Linked DNA regions of Mus musculus: regions 2, 3 and 4 are each linked to region 1. A link is a contact called in public Hi-C and promoter capture Hi-C data. All regions are on one chromosome and are shown on one strand. The core of a region is the stretch at or near the end of the contact, and the rest is flanking DNA. Distances in the headings are between cores, read along the strand shown.

Region 1 (2,700 bases), core at 9-2,508:
AACATCACCCTGCGTATGATGTCACTGATGTGTACAGATGTTGTGAGCTTCGGTGTTTGCAAGTGAAGCAACTGAGACCGAGTCACCCAAAGGCAAGAACAGACTTGGTCAAAATCTAAGGCACGGGGTCAAGGAATGCTTACGGGAGGGTGAAGAGACAACTCTTATCTCAGTTGGGCAACAGGACTCAATGGTCCATCTTAGGGAAGAACTGACAGCTTTTAAGTAAAAAGTGCTTCAGGAACAAGAGGCAGGAAGACAACCCATAACTCTCCTGCTTCATGGGTGGTAGGAGAGGAATACCAGAGATTACCCCCAGGCAAACATGGAAACCCTGATATGGATTGACAGAAAAATGGCATTGACGTTGGACAGAGCTTCCCAAGAGGCCTCAAGTCCAGCAGACAATGAGGGAACCCCAGGGGTCCTCACTCTGTATTGTCTACCTTGGAAGTGTCCACCAGTGTAAGAAAGATGGACTAGAAATTAATCCAGAGCAAAGTAGGGGTGGAGGCAGGGACATGAGAAAAGCTAGTGAAGGATGCTGGAGGACTTCAGACCCATCCCCTGAGGTCCATTCCTGGTCCATTCTCTCCAAAATACAAGACCCACAATATATTGCTGCACTCACCATGCCTAGGTGACCCAAGAACCAATTCCATTTGGGGGGTTGAGGGAAATCACAAAGATGATGATATGTTCTGTAGAAGATATAGGTCTGAGTCAGGACACGGGCCAAGAGCCAGGAAGCTCCGATCAGCAGCAAAAGCAGCCATGGTGAGGATGCCTCCAGCCTCAGTCCCAGCCAAGACAGGTCCAACTGTGGCATCCTGTGGGGCAAATGGACAGACAGTGAGACTGGGAGGTTGGAAGAAGGTTGGGGCCATCAGGCATAATGGACCAGGGATATGAATAATGAAGGCTGTTTGTAGGAGGAGAGATCCATGGGGTGGAAATAGGCAGTAATATGGAGGAAGAGGAGGTGGAGGTAGAGGAGGAGGAGGAGGAGGGAGAGAGGGAGAGAGGGAGAGAGGGAGAGACCCAAAATTCCTGAATGAAACTGCCAGGAGATGTTACCTGAAAAACCCCATGTCTGAAGCCAACAGGATCACTCTGACTTTTTGGCTTCAGATAGCTGGTTATCTAGAAATAAGCAGCCAGGTTCAGGCTTAGAGTTCTCTTTAACCTACTCTTAGCCAGGCACCTTCTCTCAGGAACAGTGAGTTTCCCACGGTTCTCCTTCCTTTAGAGTTTCTTTGTTCCTGGCTTCTGCTCTGAAGGAGGCTGAGCTCAGTTGTGTCAGCCAATCCTTCACAGGCCCAACTGCCTCCTCCCCTCTGGGGCAGAAGGCCAAAAGGAGGGGGTTGGGTCAGCAGGGTACAGAGTGAAATCAATTCAGGGTCACAGCATGAACACCAGAGCCTTAGAACTTGTTCCCTCTCACATCATGGGGGAGGGCGGGGGGTGGGGGGGTGGGATGGAGGATGGGCATGGGGATGGAGGTTGAGGGCAGGAGAGATTTGGGAGCAAAACTCTGAGGTTAGCAGAGGTAAGTCTGAGTCTAACATCCACAGCCAAGTAGGGGTATCCCTACGCGTCAGAGACTCGTCAGAGACGACAGTGTATCTAGCAAAATCATTAACAGGAATTCTCCTGCTAGGAGAATGCAACCAGGCCAGGCTTGGTCACAGACCATCTCCCAAAGTCCTCTGCACTGGACTGCACTCACAGCATGTACCTTTTTTTTTTTTTAAATACACAATATTTTATTAATTTGTTGTTGAGAATTTTATGCATAAAATGTGTTTTGATCAGACTTGCCTCCTACTCTCCCGCTTAATTCCTTCCAGATTGGCTCCTTACCCACACCCCTCCCTTTTTTTTTTTTTTAAATAACTTACTGATTCAAATAGGTGTAGTGCCTATCAGGGACAAAAGGCTTACCAGTGATCAGACCCTCAGAGAAAGCTGACTCTCCCACCACCATCAGCTGCCAATAACTCCTCAACTAGGGGCTAGGGCTCACCATCCCTTCCCCAGTGCTGGAATGTTGGTTATCTTGAGCTTGGTGTTATCTTGGGTTCACTGCAGCGTCTGTGAGCTCACTAGAGCAGAGGTCCTACCATACCCAGAAGGCATTGTTTGGTCCTATTCTTCTAGACTTCTGGCTCTTACAGTCATTTCGCTCCAACTTCCACAAAAATCCTTGAATCTTGTGGGGCCCATGTGGGCGTGGTATAGTTTCACTTAGAGACAAGTTCTGCTCACTGCACAAAGAAACTTCTCTCATGGGGTCTGAGACCTGCATGTAGCCTTTCATGGCACAAAACTGGGAGGTCCAGGATGCCTCTGCCTACCAGCTACACAGTCAGGCAAAATTCAAATGCTGCTCTGAAGCAGCTCAGGGTCTGGAGAGAGCCACTACTCTCTGGAGCAGCAAAAAGGAGTACAGCCCAATGACCAAGTCCCCAGGTCAGATGCCAGGAGTCAGCAGCTCAGCTGGGAGAACATAACTTAGGTTGACCTATATGTGAACTGAGACATGGTGAGAGGGAGGAGACATGTGATGTTGAGGTGGAGAGCAGCCCTGAGCAGACAGGTACAAGCAGAACACAGCACTGGTCACACAACAGCCTTGAGGGTCAGTCTGTACAGGCCACCTTTTTTGAGGGCCACTTATTGATTTTGCAGCTGCGTAAT
Region 2 (2,700 bases), core at 144-2,643, 1.1 Mb before region 1:
ACTATTCCAAGACAACCCAATGAAGTTAAAAGTTAAATTTTTGCTTTCACAGCCTGACAAGAAAGATCTCTGCTCAATTCTCCAAGGAAAGTTCAAGAGAACAGCAAATTTAGGGTTGTTTTTTCACGTTTGTTTATTAGACAGGGGTTAACCTGGAACCCATCATGTAGATCAGGCAGGCCTTGAACTCAGAACTCAGCCTGCCTGTTTCCCGAGTGCTGGGATTAAAGACTGTACCACTATGGCCAGCCTTGGGTTTGGTGGAAGAATGTCAGGATGAAGGCAGCAAGCACGGCCTGCTCACCGCTTGGCGATCTCCTGGTAGCGCAGCTGTAGCTTCGCCTGCAGGTCTTGCTGTGGGAGGAGAGAAGAAGTCAGAAACTAGGGAACCCCAGGATAGGGTTAGCGAACAGAAGTAGCCAGTTAGGGTAAGTTTACAAGTCATGCATATGAAGAAAGGCAAGGGCATGGCTTACAAAACTTTAAGGCTAAGTTTCCAGCCTTTCCAAGATCTAACCTAAAAAGCCTTCCTTTTAAAGAAAATCTCCTCTGTATATGGGTCAATATACTAAACGTGCTTACCCTAACATTATGGGAATTCTCACCCAAACAGTTGCTTACTAAGCTCCAGTGCTAGATATACCTCCTTTCTTGGACCCTAAATTATCTCTCCTCTTATCCATCTCCAACCTCCCAGGAGCTGCAGAGATCTACAGCTTCCCTGACCTCTTTGTTTTCTTCCAAAATCTAAAAACTGGTCCTCAGCCTTCCAAAAACAGGGGCACAAGATTCCAAGCTGATAGCCGGGCGTGGTGGCGCATGCCTTTAATCCTAGTCGGGAGGCAGAGGCAGGCGGATTTATGAGTTCAAGGCCAGCCTGGTCTACAAAGTGAGTTCCAGGACAGCCAGGGCTACACAGAGAAACCCTGTCTCGAAAAAGAAAAACAAAAACAAAAACAAACAAACAAACAAAGATTCCAAGCTGATACGGGGGATGAGGAAACACCTGGTCTCACGTGGGAGACAAATGAGGCGAAGAGAGAAAGGGATAGGAAGAGGGGCGGGGCGGGGGGGAGCTAAAGCCAGGCAATCTAAGGCCAAGGAAATCCCAGTAACCCGGCCAAAAACATTTAGGACCTTGAGTCTGACTACTGGAGTCACAAATTCAGGGATCCTGGATTATCCACTGAACTAAGGAGATGTTAAGGGGGATAGGATTCAAGGGCGTACAGAACCCAAATCCTTCCCGGCCCGGATCGGAACAGCACACGCACCCCAGACGCCCAGTTCCGCAGCTTTTGGATAACGCGAGTAGCGGACGCCATATTCCTTCCGCTCCGAAGGACGCTGGTGACGACTCTGTCCCGAGGATTCCTGGGTACCGCGTGCGGTCTCGCGAGAGCGAAAGTGAGGCGTGGTCAGAGCCGACTATAAAAGGCATCCCCTGCTCACGTGACTCCTCTCCGCCAGATCGCCGCCATCATGGACACGAGTCGCGTGCAGCCCATCAAGCTGGCTAGGGTGAGGCGACTGCGGGTGTTTAGAAACCTGAATAAAGAGAGAAGAAAGCTGAACATGTCGAGCCTAACTTTCCCTTATTTCCTGTAGGTAACCAAAGTGCTGGGCAGGACCGGTTCGCAGGGACAGTGCACGCAGGTGAGTGATGGGAACATTCGGACCACTTCCTGGGGTCGGAGCGGAGTCCTCCCGAGTACCAGGATTATAACTGGATTTGGTGACGTTTAATTCTAGTAGCTAGGTTCAGGGAGGATATGACTTTGTAAGAAACGCGGATACCGTAGTAAGACTGCCTTTGAAAGCTTTGGTGGTTTTTTGTTGGGGGGGGGGGGGTGTTCTAGACAGGGTTTCTCTGTGTAACCCTGGCTGTCCTCGAACTGAGAAATCCGCCTGCCTCTGCTTCCCAAGTGCTGAGATTAAAGGCGCGGGCTACCACTGCCCAGCTAAAAGATTTGGTTTTTAAAGAGGTGGAGTTGGCGGGACCTGTGTGTCAGTAGTAGACTTGCTTACCATACAAAGAACCCGAAAAAACTTGAGTACTGAACTCAAAGCTAGTAATTAAAGATGTCTAAGGAAGTTCACTTGGAGTTCCAGTCAAGCTTAGGCTACAAAATGATCCAGTACCGAAAAAACCTGGGCCACTGTTGATAGTGTGCTTGCCTCGGTCCACCACATAGAACAAGAACGGTAGGGCATCTCACCTACTCCAGGAGACAGACAAGCCTAGGCTAAAGATGCCCTGACCGTTCGTTCCCCTGGCTTATACCCAGGTCTCCCATCACAGCTAATTAAGAAACTAAGGTAGGGGGACCCGTAGATCAGGGCCAGCCTGAAGTAAGTTGGAGGCACCCAGATAAAATTGTAAGTGGGGAGGGTGTTGTAATTCCAGAAGGATCACAGGATTTCAAGGTCAGATCAGGCTACAGAGACCCTATCATGTGAGTGATTCAATGCCTTTGGTCTGGCAAATGAGACCTTAAGAGTAACAAATGCTTGTAACTGCTGAACCATCTGACCTGACCAGCCCCTGTCCCAGGCTCTGGTCCATATTACCTTTCCACCCCACTAGTAAGTAGCAGCATTTAACTCTTGTATTGGGCTTGTAGGTGCGAGTGGAATTCATGGATGACACCAGCCGCTCTATCATCCGAAATGTCAAAGGCCCCGTTCGAGAGGGTGACG
Region 3 (2,700 bases), core at 125-2,624, 1.0 Mb before region 1:
ACCATAACCACCACCACCACCATGAAGCTTAAGGTGTGGCTCAGTGGTGGAGCACCTACCTAATGTATCAGGCTGCTGGCTCCATCACAGGCATTGTAAGAATAATAATTCATACTAATAACGTGGGGCTGTGGTGGCATATGCCTATAATCTTACGCTTGTGAGGGTGAGGCAGGACCTGGGCTACACAGTAAGACCTGTCTCTAACAAATAAGCAAACACAATGATTAAAAACCGCTAATGTTTGTCTCACAATATTTATATTAGTTAATGTGTCCCCAGGGTCTTGCACATGCCTGGACCATAATAATGCTTCCTACAGAATTTTGATCTTTTTGGTTTTCCTTCATATGGTTGGCCTTGCTTTCTGTGTAGTTGAGGGTGACCTTGAACTTCCTGGGTGCTGGGATTATAGGCATGTATGACCAAGCCCAGGGCTTTGTGTATGCTAGGCAAGTACTGCTAAGTGTTCTCTCACTGAAACCAGTGCTAGATTGGCAGACAGCAAACCCCAGCCATCTTCCTGTTTACACCATCTACAGCACTGAGGTTACAGGAGTTCGAGGCCCTATTCAGCTCTTTTATGTGGATGCTGGGGATTTTAACTCAGATCCTCATGTTTGCCATGCAAGAGCTCTTGCCCGCTGATCTATCTCAACAGCTCTTTCTACCATCTGTTGCTCCATTTTTTGAATGTATGTCTTGCTTGAATAATTGATGAGTAAATGATGATGGCTTTAGTTTCCTCCACAGAACTCTAACCCCTTTGGGCGGATTTCCTTCTGCAAAATGTGATCATAGCCACCCTAGGATTGGTAAGTGTGATAAAAATGTAGCTCAGTTCACACTGTTTGTGCCTAGCACGGAAGAAAAACTTCATTCCATTCTAGCTCCCGATAGAACTGGGAAGGTGGAGGCCAGAGGATCAGAGAGGTTATCCTTGGCTACAGAGTGAGTACGAGGTTAGCCTGATCTACATTAAAACTGTCTTTAAAAAACACAACAAACAAACAAACAAACAAACAAACAAACAAACAAACGGGGGCCGGGGGGAGCGGAGAAGAAGGCGGAAAGAAGTTATTTGGCAAGTGTGAAGTTGTTTACTTAAGCTCGCCTTTGTTCTGCTCCAGGCTCTGGCAGCAAGTCTACAGCCAGAGATTGGGATGGGGGAGGAGCTGGGATGAGGCGGGGTCCATTTTGGGGGTGGAGCCAGAACGCAGCAGGGGCGGAGTCAGAAGCTGCGGCGCCGCGGGGCCTGGACCGCCCAGGACGTCCCGTATTTTGAAGGCCCCACCTTCTTGGGCGGGGCGTGTATGCTGATTGGCAGATGATACTCAGAGGCAGTCTTCATTGGTTCGCCGTGCTGTCTGCTCGGCGGGCGGTGCCCGGACGCAGGTGCTCGCCGGAGCCGGAGCAAGCCGCTGCTGACGGGCCGGGCCGGGCCGGGACCCGGGCCAGGGAGAACCGAGGGGCCTGCGCGGTCGCCCGGCCCGGCCGCGGAACAGGTAGGCACGGAACAGCGAATGGGCCTGACCCGAGTATGTAGGCAGGTTTCCCAGGTTCCGGGTTCGAGCCTCCGGCTGAGTACTCGAGCGGGACAGATAGGGCGCTACCCTTGGCCTTACTTAGCCCTGCTCAGGACGCAGGCACCTCAATTATCATTTCAAGGTTGGTGAGAGGTCTCCGAGCCTCGCCACGCAGGAGAAACCTCTGTGAGCCTCGGTTTCCCCATCTAGGAAAAGTGGGTCATCTCGGAGCCAACATGATTTAGGAAATGGCTGATGAGAAAAGCGCCTGGCATACAGTAGGAGGTCAATAAGTGACTAATGTCACTCTGAAACCCTCTTCATAACGGTTCTGTTTGGGTGATTATTAACATTATAAAGAGTTGGGGCGCTTCACAAAAAGCTACTCAGTGCACTGTACTGAAAATGTTGTTTTTCAAACAGTAGTCAGGGACTGCCAAGATAGCTCAGCTGGTCAAGGTGCTTGTTGTCTGAGTTCAGTCTTGAGGTCTCATATGGTGAAAGAAAAACTGACAACAGAAAGTTGTCATTTGGACTCCATAGACACACCCTTGCATGAATATACACCACATACATATGCAAAAATACAAGCAAAATAAATATAATTGAAAACACTTTTTTTGTTTTGTTTTGTTTTTCGAGACAGGGTTTCTCTGTATAGCCCTGGCTGTCCTGGAACTCACTTTGTAGACCAGGCTAGCCTCGAACTCAGAAATCCGCCTGCCTCTGCCTCCCGAGTGCCAGGATTAAAGGTGTGCGCCACCATGCCTGGGGAAAACACTTTTAAAAAAACTCTGTAGTCAGAATTAATGTGGTTAGTGGGAAACATACTAGGTAGAAGTATTAAAAGTAATTCCTTTCATCTAAATGAGTAAATTGAAGTTCAGGGAAGTTAAAGCTGTTGCCCAAGGCCATACAGCAAATAGGAAGTAGAGCTTCTGGGATTAGAACTTAGTTTCTGGACTGGGGGTCTAGCTCAGTACTTGCCTAGCATGCACTAGGCCCTTGTTTTATCTCAGTACTGCCAAGAAAAACAACACACACACACACACACACACACACACACCCTAAAGTAAGAAAGAGATGGATGAGGCCCAGAAAAGCAAATTAACTTGAATCAAGACATACAGTATCAGTGACAGAGGCAGAATAAAGTGCCTAGGGCATGGAGCAT
Region 4 (2,700 bases), core at 165-2,664, 1.1 Mb before region 1:
CTGGTGTGTCTGAAGAGAGCAATGGTGTATTCATATACATTAAATAAATAAACCATTTAAAAAGGGAGGGGGGCATCAGCCTCTAACTCCTGAGTGTTGGGGTAACAGGCATGTGCCATTGTGCTCCTGAGGATCAATCCCACAATTCCATGTCTGGTAGGCAAGCACTGTAACAAATGAGCTACAGTACTAGCTCTTTTTCTGCTTCACTTATTCAGTCAGGATCAAATTATAAAGAGCAGGCTGGCCTCAAACTTCCTATCATACTGCTGAGCACTGTGACTACAAATTTCTACCCACAAACTGCTTCATAGTGTAGCTCATTTGGCAGAGAACCTACCTAACATGAGTGAAGGCCTAGGTTTCATTACCCATACCATATAAAACACACATGGTTGTGCAATGTCAACCATAGACTCAGAAAGAGGAGGCAGGTAAAGCAGACATTTTAAATTGTCTTTGGCCACGTGGAGAGTTTGAGGCCAGCCCGATAGGAGACCCCGTCACAAAACAAAAATAGGACTTATGAGATGGCTCAGCCAGTAACAGTGTTTGCCTACAATCCTGAAGACCTAAGTTTGATCTCCAAGACTCACATAGTAGAAAGAGATCACTGGCTCGCTCCCACAAGCTGTCCTCTGACCTTCATACCCACTGTGGCATGTACACCCACACACATATACACGGGAACACAAAGTAAATAAATGTAATAAATTCTAAAGGTGTAAAATCCAAAGTTCATCTTGTCTCCAACTGTGCTCTCTCTCTCTCTCTCTCCTCTCTCTCTCTCTCTCTCTCTCAGTATGGAAACCCAAGACCTTGACCACATCTCCTGTTCTTTAACCCTATAGGTGGCTGGTGGTTTGGTACCTGTAGCCATTCCAATCTCAATGGACAATACTTCCACTCTATCCCACGGCAACGGCAGGAGCGTAAAAAGGGTATCTTCTGGAAAACATGGAAGGGCCGCTACTATCCTCTGCAGGCTACCACCCTGCTGATCCAGCCCATGGAGGCTACAGCAGCCTCTTAGCCTCCTCACTGGAGCCTGGTTCCAGGCCTAAGAAGACAGTGACTTTGGTTGTGGCCCTGAGATTTGGCCATTCTCTGCTGGGGGCAGGAGCTCTAAGTAGGGCTATCTGCGTCTTGTGGACAAAGAAGAAGCCCGTAACTGGAGAGACTGGAGGACCCCTTTTCCGTGTTGGGGTCTGCAAGCATTGTTGTCTGAAACAGTCAGAGCAACAGGAAACAAATGGCCCAGATCCAGAAAACATGGGCTCGAGGGGCACTGAATATCACTTCTCGCCTACCAGAGAAGTTGGGGATGCAGAGGGACCACTACAGTCCAACTAGCTGGGCCCTTAATGGCGGACTCAGTCATATTGACTGACTGGAGACAGGGTGCCAGGAGCCCTGGATACACTCATGGTGCTGTTGTAGGTGCTGTGGATGCACAGGTGCTAACTGTGGTTCCCAGGCACAGCTCACAGCATTCTTACAATAAAAACAACCTCAGAACATTTTGTTCTCTGTTGTTTCATTTGATTTTTCAAAGTGAATAGTTTCAAAGTTCAAGTAAACATGTTCCTCGGACATCGTATTCCCAGATCCGTTAAGGACAGAACTGGTTGGCTATTCCTTCCCAGTGATTTCAGCTTCCTTCTTTTAGTATTTCATGATGTGAGCCTCTCTTGTTTATATTTCAAAATCTCAAAACAGGTCCAGGGAGATGGCTCAGTGATTAGGAACATTCGTTCTTCCAGAGGGCCTGGGTTTGGTTCCCAGCCTTTACATAGCAGCTAACAATAGCCTATAACTCTACTTCAAGGGGGTCCAATGCCGCCTCTGACCTCTACTGGCTCCTGTACAAATGTGATAATATGCAAATATTTAGGCACTCATATAGAAAAGAAAGTATTGTTTAAAAAACAGAGTTAGGGAAATGGCTTAATGATTCCAAACACTTGCTGTCTAAGCCTGGTGACTGAGTTCAAGCACCCAAAAGGTCAAAGGACAGAACAGATTCCGCAAAGTTGGCCTTTGACCACCACATACAAGCCATGGCACTTGGGCTGTCACACAGATATATACACAATAATTGTTTTTTTTTTAATTTTTAAAAGTTAAAAATCATATAACTCATGCAGTCCAATCATTAGGGAAGTTGGTGATAGAGACAAGTAAAAAGTCTTTCTGATCAGTACTCGGTGGGGTACACACAGATCTCCAGCCCCTGGGAGCTGGACATAGGAGCTTTGCAAACTCTAAGCCAGACTAGGCAATACAACAAGATCCTGTATCACAAACAGGGTGAGTACTGTAGATGTAGCTCAACTGGACATACGAAGCATGCACAGACCCTGGGTTCTTTCCCAGCAGCACTGCATAAATAAAGTATAGCGCTAGATAACACTGTAATGCTCGTATTTGGGAGGTGGAGGCATGAGGATTAGAAGTTGAGGTAACCTGGGCTACAAGAAAGAAAAAGAAGAGAGAAAAGCAAAATGAGATGAAGTTAATTTTAGAAATCTAAACCCGATGTCATATTCCATACTTGTAATTTCAGCACTTGGGGAGCTGAGGCAGGGGGACCAGAATTACCATGAGTTTGAGTCCAACTTAGGCTATATAGTAAGACCTTGACTAATAAAAACAAAGACGTTAAAAAAGTATTTATTTGTTTGATTGCTTATGTATTTA

Evidence for each region. Promoter capture Hi-C pulls out the DNA fragments that hold promoters and counts their contacts. Hi-C and Micro-C count contacts between places; a contact is called where the count stands out from the background.
Region 2: a promoter capture Hi-C map of liver shows a contact between it and region 1, with 5 times the contacts expected there. The contact joins the promoter of Rps28 here to the promoter of Cyp4f15 in region 1. A contact is called at or near these places in 2 of 39 promoter capture datasets (hippocampal neurons and liver) and 1 of 115 datasets of contacts at active chromatin or transcription factors (embryonic midbrain).
Region 3: a promoter capture Hi-C map of hippocampal neurons shows a contact between it and region 1, with 4 times the contacts expected there. The contact joins the promoter of Marchf2 here to the promoter of Cyp4f15 in region 1. A contact is called at or near these places in 4 of 39 promoter capture datasets (cranial neural crest, hippocampal neurons, liver and 1 more) and 1 of 9 other capture datasets (embryonic stem cells).
Region 4: a contact with region 1 is called in a Hi-C map of liver, with 2.9 times the contacts expected there. The contact joins the enhancer-like site here to the promoter of Cyp4f15 in region 1. A contact is called at or near these places in 2 of 39 promoter capture datasets (hippocampal neurons and liver), 1 of 484 Hi-C or Micro-C datasets (liver) and 1 of 9 other capture datasets (embryonic stem cells).

The regions. Positions count from the first base shown.
Region 1 is chr17:32,684,189-32,686,888 of GRCm38.p6, reverse strand. It overlaps Cyp4f15 (cytochrome P450, family 4, subfamily f, polypeptide 15), which reads right to left and starts at 1,258. Exons shown (of 13, transcript NM_001346538.1): 1 at 1,078-1,258; 2 at 632-830. The coding sequence starts at 1,091.
Region 2 is chr17:33,823,255-33,825,954 of GRCm38.p6, reverse strand. Rps28 (ribosomal protein S28) reads left to right here and starts at 1,393. Exons shown (of 4, transcript NM_001355384.1): 1 at 1,393-1,521; 2 at 1,609-1,656; 3 at 2,625-2,700. The coding sequence starts at 1,483. Ndufa7 (NADH:ubiquinone oxidoreductase subunit A7) reads right to left here and starts at 1,383. Exons shown (of 4, transcript NM_023202.4): 1 at 1,275-1,383; 2 at 305-354. The coding sequence starts at 1,325.
Region 3 is chr17:33,717,351-33,720,050 of GRCm38.p6, reverse strand. It overlaps Marchf2 (membrane associated ring-CH-type finger 2), which reads left to right and starts at 1,374. Exons shown (of 5, transcript NM_001252480.1): 1 at 1,374-1,505.
Region 4 is chr17:33,773,720-33,776,419 of GRCm38.p6, reverse strand. Angptl4 (angiopoietin-like 4) reads left to right here. Exons shown (of 7, transcript NM_020581.2): 7 at 852-1,520. The coding sequence ends at 1,033. Among named protein-coding and RNA genes, the nearest start is that of Angptl4, 6.5 kb to the left of the region's middle. Within about 2 kb of position 1,414, at least 8 of the 459 cell types and tissues checked have an H3K27ac peak or open chromatin away from gene starts, as enhancers often do. A contact at or near this core is called in liver, where this site is marked.